3 separate regions of the Gossypium hirsutum genome follow, and regions 2 and 3 are each linked to region 1. Evidence: chromatin contacts called from public Hi-C data. All regions are on one chromosome and are shown on one strand. Each heading gives the region's core, a stretch centred on a gene start, on an enhancer-like site or on the middle of the called end of the contact. The rest is flanking DNA. Distances are from core to core; before and after follow the strand shown.

Region 1 (2,625 bases), core at 95-2,594:
TTTCATTATCTACAACGAGTGTTTGCTATTTTTTTCTTAATTGTATGATTTCATTCATCGAATGAATTAATGATTTTACCTTAAAAAAAGATTTTGAATTAATTTAAATTTGTATTGAGTTATATTATAGAGGTTTATCTTATCTTTCCAATGGATCAACTCTTTGTCGAGCAACCATTAGGGGTTAGGTGCTGCTACCAACTCCATGAACTCATTGAGGCTCTCTTCAAAACTTAAAATTATCTTTATTATTTAAGGATACGATCGACTATTCGATGAACGATACTTTAAAAATTTCTCATTACATTAATATAAATAATTGATATGAATGATTTTGAATTTTTAAGATTATATAATTTATGTAAAAAATTAAATAAATAGTGAGATTCAAAATCAGTTGACTGCCTTTAATGATTTTCTTTTAATAGGAGAAGGCTAGGATTGGGTACTTTCCAGGTTTTACGAAGTGTGGTGGACCCCTGTTATCAAAATCTTTGATACCATTTCGAGAAAGCACGTGTGCATCTACTAACCAGGCTTTTAATCGGAAAGTCAATTTCCTATATCGACACGTGCGAAACATAGGACCCACCTCAGTTAAAACTTTTTTTTTGTAATTGTAATTAAAAATTAAAAAAGAAAAAGAAATTCAGTCAGAAAGACAAATATATTCCACTACCTCGGCTGTCACCTCTGTTTCTGACAGTGCATTGTTTGTCTAAATCTAAAAATTAAAAAGGGTAAATTTCATCTGTAGGATTTAATAGTTTTATTATATTTTCACTTCAGTCCTTATTCTAAGAATTTTGTTAACTAATGTGTCAGAATATTGGATTGAGGTGTTTATGATCCGTGTCAAAGAGTCCAAGACCAAACTTATTCAAAGTTGAAAAATATAAATTCAGGTCTACCCCAGTGGCCTAAACACCTCCAGTATAAAGGACCAAAGCTGCTATTTTTTTCATTTAATCAAGGGAGCAAATGTTTTGGTTGTCTTCTTTGACTACACCTCTGACCTAAATGTAACACGATTTAATTTAATAGACTTAATCGATCAATTTTAGATGGATTTGATTATGTCGATTAAGAAAAAAGTCAATCGATTAGCTGATTTAAATTATAACAAAATTATTTTTAGAAAAGAACAATGGGAAAATAATAGTGTTAAAATAAAAAGAAAACTCAAATAGAACAATCAACAAAGGTCGAGAATTAATGTGAAAAATTAGATAAAAAGTTAGAAGCTATATTTGTAATTATACAAAAAAAGGAACAGAAAAACTACGAAACGGTGTCGTTTAGGAAGATAGTTAACATCGTTTTCGAGTCCTCGTTCGGACCAGAGAAAGCCAAAAAATAATAATAATTTGTTTGCAAGGTGACGAGGAAAGGCGTTAGGCAAGAAAAAGCCTAACTCGTTCGAGTGAACTCGCTCCTTTGCAGGCTCAGTCCTTTAATCTTTGCAAGTAATATCGTCGACATTACAATTTTCAAAGAGGAACCAGATCCGACGTTGTTTCATCCTCCGATCTCCGTAAGTCTTCTTCGTCCTCTTTCGTTTCGTCATTTCTCATCAATTTTTTTCGATTTTTTGAAAGTTTTTAGTATATTAAATACGGATCTGTTAGTTCAAGAACTTATTTATGTAATTAATTAGAGATTAGGATCTTTTAGATAATTTCCGTTGGAATTTTTTTGAATTAACATTTGTTGTTCGATTAACAAATGTAAAATCTATTAAATTGATATCGAATCATTTCCATTTTTTTTAAACTGTTTTTAAGAAGATATAAGGTGGATTTTTGAAGGATTTATTTGAATTTTGATTAAAATATGCTGGAAATTATAGGAAATGAGAATTGAAAATGATTGGATTGATTTTTCTGATTAAATGTTATTTAATTTGTGCAGATTCTTTCTTGAGGATTCAATATAGAAAAGTTAATTCCTCTATTCTGCGGAGATTTGAAAATTCGGGAACCCTTTTTGTGTTTTTGTTTTCAATTATTGATTGTATTTAGTTGAGCTGGTGAATTTGTTTTCTTCAACAATGAGTTTCGTTTTCCGAGGGTCAAGATCGGATTTAGAGAGTGGATTTCCAGTGCTTATTCCGGAGAGGCGTACCGTGGTATGTTACTATTACTTCGAACACTTGAGTTTCCATTGTTATAGTCATGATACATCATTGCCTTTAGGTTTATATGGTTTGAATTGGTGGTGAAATCCGGTTCGTTCAAGTTGCTGTTACTTATTATTGCAATTTGAGCTTAAACATGCTTTTGATGATTAGCAACTTAGGCTTTTTGAATTGCAGTTACAGTTTGTTCATTCTTGATTTTAATGGATTTTTTATATAAATATGTTTTAATTTAAGTCGATTGGTTCTTAGCGTGTCCATGCAGGACGTCCTGTTAATTCCAACTCTTTTGTGTTTCTCGTTACAGGTATCGGTATAGCTTTGTGTTCATCTTAGTTTCTCTCTTTTATTTTTCTTGGTTAGTTGCTTCTGATATTTTTCTTTGTTAAAACAGTACTTTTGCTATTCATGATAATGAATTCGCAGCAGTTGTCACCTAATTTTCTGGTAATTTCCTTCGCTAAGTAGCTAAGTTTCTAATGGTGTTT
Region 2 (2,625 bases), core at 72-2,571, 200 kb after region 1:
TCACTTTCATTGGTATGGCTTGATAAAGACCTGTTAGTATTTTTTATCTGAACCTGAAAATCTAAGCCGATTCATCGGAGTAACTCGAACCTAAGATGACCCAACCTGAAAATCTGATTGATATCGAATGTCCCAAACTCAAAATGAACCGAACCCTCAACAACTCAGAACTCGAATAAATTCAAACCCAAACCTGAACCATGTAAAATACCTATATCCAACACATATTAAGACATGGGATACAAAGGTATTATTCTCTACATATATTAAAAAACTTAAAAAGAAAATTGAGCATACTCGTATTCAACATAAATCCATGTCTGACACTAACCCTGAATTCAAGCAATTTAGAAGTCAAGAGGTTTAAAATAAAGGAAAAAAGACTTCATAATTACCTCTGGCCGTACTGCTTTTGCGTTCTTGACCTTTGTATTGAATTATAACATATGGATCCATATCACCTACCAATCACAAACAAAAAAAAAAGGAAAAAAAACTCATTAGTTCATCTGCAAAAAGTCACATTAGTCTCTAATCTTGCACCAATCACGACCTTTTTTTTTTCATTTTCCAGGATGTTAAATGCTGGAAACAATGTGGATTTACAGCTTGGAAAAAATCCAGAACATAAGAACCAGATCATGCTCACTTCACCATTTTTTTTTTAGTGCAGAGAAACCCATAGTTTAAATTTTTGAAAAAATCTATATTACAAATGTTCAATATTAAGCTGCAGCATGAACTAACTTAACTAAACTCAAATCAATATTTTAATAACAGGAAAGAAAGTTGAGATTTACTAATGACAACAAGGAATTTTAAGGTTTTTCAGCTATGCTATTTTCTATAAAATTCAATTAAAAAAATTTAAACACCCATCACTCGATCTTAAATTGACTAGAAATGGGTTCTCTTCATTGACCAAGCAAAGAACATGCACAAATCAAAAACCATTTCTCTTACTCTTAATTCTCTGTATTTCCATTTAAAAAACATGATGAAAACTTGAAAAAAAAACAGAAATTGAGCAAGAAAATGAAACAAAGGAAGAATTTGAAAACATAAAATGATAAATCCAAAAAAAAATGAAGTTTCAATAAAATTACATACCCAGAAAATCTGAGTCTTGAAGGCCTTTTGCACTAACCAAGAACACTTCCAATATTCCAACAGCCATCCTTGAATTTGATGCTTTTTTTTTTCTCAGAGAGATTCTTTTGAATGAAAACTTTTGGACCTTTTTGAGTCGATTGACTCTTTGGATTCTTTATATAGAAGAAATGGAAGAATTTGGCAATGGAAGCGTTTATAGGCTGACGGGTCTTTTCACATATAGAACACGTGACCCTGACAAATAAAAGAGAGTCTGGTGAATGTTAGAAAATTTTCCTGTGGGATAAATCAACATTTAGTCCTTGAACTTGTTGATTTTATTTTAAATTGATCCTTGAACTTTTTTTTGTCCACATTAGACTTGAAATTTGACAACTTTTCTCAATTTCTGACAACACAAAATGCCACATCATCACATGAGAACTTTAAAAAATTATAAAAGCATTTAAACAATTTGTTAAAATATGGTAGAAATTTTTAAAATTTTTAAAAAATATTCAAGCGATGGATTTAACATACTCTCGTAGTGTTACGTCATCATGCTTTAATGAAATATAAATTTAGGGACCGATTTAGAGAAAAAAAGTGTCATGTTTCGAGGCTGATATGGACAAAATGAAATTTTTTTATTAAATTTAAGGACTAAATGTTAATTTATCCATTTTTAAAATATGAATTTCACCCCTATCCTTCATGACATTAATTCGTTAAAATTCCATCCTTGTACTTTATGAAAATTAAAAAGTTATTTTAGTTGTTAAACTTACGAACTTGAACAGTTAATTTTTGTTTAAAAGTAATATAAATCGCTAAATTATGGGTTTTCAATAATTTAATTATAAAGTTTAACAATATTATCCAATTAGGGACTAATTTCTTAATTTTTTGTAAAACGTAAAATTTAAAATTTTAATTATTAATTATTAATTTAAAAAATATTTTTATTCAATTAATTTAATTAAAGTTGGTTTCATCATGAAGTTTTTATGATTTAAATCATCGTGATTTTACACATGAGTGCCAATGATTACGTGATTCATATTGTACAAAAAAATTTATGCGAATCAATTATTTAGAATTTAGAATTTTTAATTATTAAATTAAAATTTTGTTTTTTTAAATAAAATAAAATATTCTTTTTTAAGAGTGTTCATTTTAAAAAAATAAAATAAAAAGAAATTTTAATTTAATAAAAATATATAAATGTTAAAAATTAAATTTGATATTATATCAGAAAATTTATTGGAGAGTAAAGTAAAATATTTTATCCTAGTAACATATAAAATATACCGTATTTGATAAATAAATATAAGGTATTTAATTTTAACCATTTATCTTAGCTAGACCAACTTGCTTTTTAAATATTCCAAACTTGGTTTGATTTTTATGGATGTGGGACTTGGTCAAAACAAGGTGGATGCCCATTATTATACACCATCTCAAAAGGCTGCTAGTTATTGATTTGGTACCAGCAGATGTTTATGTAAATATATATTATATTTACATTTATAT
Region 3 (2,625 bases), core at 41-2,540, 150 kb before region 1:
TGCACATTGTCACATCGAAAACCGATTCGAATCATTACACTTCAATTCTATATTTTATTTAAATATCCGTATGTAATACTCATGTTCGAGGTATATCGGTTAGGGTTGAAAATGAGATATTGTAGCTCGCAAGCACTTGATTATGTAATTATTAAGCCGAGCTCAAGCTATCGATCGAGTCGAATTCAAGCTTAGTCATACTTGGCTCGAACGGCTCACGAGCCTTATCGAGCTTTTCACATTTTTATATTATTAAATTACGGTATTGCTCTTAATACATATGGTTAACCCTAAGTTTAATTATTAAATCAAGCTCGAGTTCAAATTGGTAAACAAGCTTAATTGAGCCCGACTAGCTCGATTATATCTCGAGCCCAATATCAAATTCTGAATTTTGAGTCAAGCTCGAGCTCGAGCTTGAGCTCAAGCTTGACAGTATCCGGGCTTAGCTCGACTTGATTACACCCTTAATATTGGTCTGGGATATAATAGGCCCTTGTACTAGGAGTCGAATTACATTTTGACGGATAAATTAGTTCCGATATGTTAGATTAAAGAGCAAGCTAATACTTTTTTATTATTTTTTTTTATTTATACCGTTAAAAACTAGCACGACAGGCGAAATAACCAGACAACGACAGATGACATGCCACACACACCTCATGCTTATGTACATGGACCAATTTTTAATAATAAGAATCGATGAATTTTTTAACAGAAAATCAGTTTGCTATTTATTGAAGATATAATTACCCATTTTTTATTAAAAAAGACAAAATGTAATTTAATTACCGGTCTTTATTATACTTTTACCGCTAATTATATGAAAAAACTAGAAAAACCCGAATTTGATACTCACATCCGAATCCGAATACCATAGATTCATTAAAAATGTTACCTTGAAAGCAAGTGCAGGATCTACCAATAAAATGGAAGCTGAAACAAGAGCAAGCAAGCCAGCTTTTGAAAATGTTTCACTTAATGAAAAAGAACCCTTTTCAAGTTTGTCTTCAAAAACCTGCTCCAAAAAACAAACAACCTTAAATTAATCAAAGAAAATGAAAAAAAATGGAAAGAAGGGTCGAAAAGAGAACCTTGGGTTTATGATAGTTTAAAGAGTGGGGTTTGATGAAGCAAAGAGGGGACTTTGAGGGGTTTTTTACAGAGAATTTTTTGGAATATAAAGAAACATTGTTGAAATTATACAGCATAGCCATGTCTTTGAGGATGATCTTCTTTTTTTCTGTTTGCTGTTATTGTCTGATTTCAGACAATGGTAATGGCAGATATGGATAATGCTTAAATGGCAGAATATGGATAATGATTTTTTTGGTTAAAATGTGATTGTAGTCCCTATACTTTTAAAAAATTAGAAATTTAGTCCCTATATTTGTATTTCTAGAAATTTAATCTCTATTTTTCATATTTCAAAATTCATAATAATTTGATGATGCGTTATTTTGAAATAAAAAACTATTCACTTGATAGTCATGTAATTAAAAAAAGATGTTGTAATTAATATGAATTTAACAAAAAAAATTGGAAATATTAACAGTTGGATTAGAATTTTGAAATTTGGAAAGTTGAAGGACTAAATTCTTGAAAATATAAGAACAGAGACAAAATTATTAATTTTTGAAAAGTATAGGGACTATAGGCATATTTTAACATTTGTTTTCTGTTATGATTTTACACGTGATCCGTTTCGAGTTTCGGTTGGCTTGATTGTGGGCTGACCCGGCCTGATATAGGGGGTACAAACTGTCTGTGGCTGAGCCGGTCTGATAGATGTATTGGCCCATATGTTTTTCAACAAACTGGAGTTTGCGTGTACATTAGGGTGTAACCAAGTCTAACTAAGCTTAAATATCGAAAAGTTCGAGTTTGAATCAAAATTCGAAGCTCGATTATTTTTCTCGAATTTGATCAAATATTTATATTAAAGTTCAAGTTCAAGTTCGATTAATTTCATTTAATAATTTTTATGTTTAAGCTTGAATTTGAATTTGATAAAATTTGTAAGTATTCAAATTCGAACTCTACTAAATAATTAAGCTTAATATTAATAGTATATATTTAAGATAATAAAATAATTTAATAATATAAAAATATTTTAATTATATTAAAAATAAAAGCTTTAATTCGAATATTACTAGTGGTTTTTTTATGATAAAAAATATTTTTTAATTATATGTCGATTCAAATAAACAATTAATTTTCATGTAATTTATTAATTTAAAATTTTTCAAAGTAATATTATCTCAGATATTATTTTTTGAACAATTTCATTATAGGTTCTGGTCATATGTGATTTTTTTTACACAAGTCATGAAACTATTTGTAGTCCATCTCCAACCCTTAAATATGAAGATAATGCGCTTCAGTATACTCGAACCTACGTTCTCCTGTACTGACAACAATACTCATATTAATCGAATTGAGATTCAATATACATATTATCCCAAATATTAAATATTTGAGAGTTGGGAATGGAAAATTAAGTCAAAAAAATTAACTTATAACGAATCAAAGCAAAAAGCATTGATTGCAACTTGTAGAAGAACCCTAATAATTGGATTTCATTCCAATTGATCCGAATTTAAAAAAGATTTGAACTTAAATGAC

The links. A called contact is a pair of places that touch in the nucleus more often than the background predicts.
Region 2: a Hi-C map of hypocotyl shows a contact between it and region 1, with 2.3 times the contacts expected there. The contact joins the promoter of LOC107942491 here to the promoter of LOC107929990 in region 1. A contact is called at or near these places in 3 of 34 Hi-C or Micro-C datasets (hypocotyl and leaf).
Region 3: a contact with region 1 is called in a Hi-C map of leaf, with 2.3 times the contacts expected there. The contact joins the promoter of LOC121207799 here to the promoter of LOC107929990 in region 1. A contact is called at or near these places in 4 of 34 Hi-C or Micro-C datasets (all in leaf).

What each region holds. Positions count from the first base shown.
Region 1 is chrA10:114,742,643-114,745,267 of Gossypium_hirsutum_v2.1, reverse strand. It overlaps LOC107929990 (E3 ubiquitin-protein ligase SDIR1), which reads left to right and starts at 1,344. Exons shown (of 9, transcript XM_016861549.2): 1 at 1,344-1,534; 2 at 1,912-2,128; 3 at 2,390-2,444; 4 at 2,532-2,584. The coding sequence starts at 2,051.
Region 2 is chrA10:114,543,404-114,546,028 of Gossypium_hirsutum_v2.1, reverse strand. It overlaps LOC107942491 (16 kDa phloem protein 1), which reads right to left and starts at 1,321. Exons shown (of 5, transcript XM_016876162.2): 1 at 1,111-1,321; 2 at 396-461. The coding sequence starts at 1,177.
Region 3 is chrA10:114,895,948-114,898,572 of Gossypium_hirsutum_v2.1, reverse strand. It overlaps LOC121207799 (thylakoid lumenal 15 kDa protein 1, chloroplastic), which reads right to left and starts at 1,290. Exons shown (of 8, transcript XM_041078181.1): 1 at 1,095-1,290; 2 at 899-1,018. The coding sequence starts at 1,217.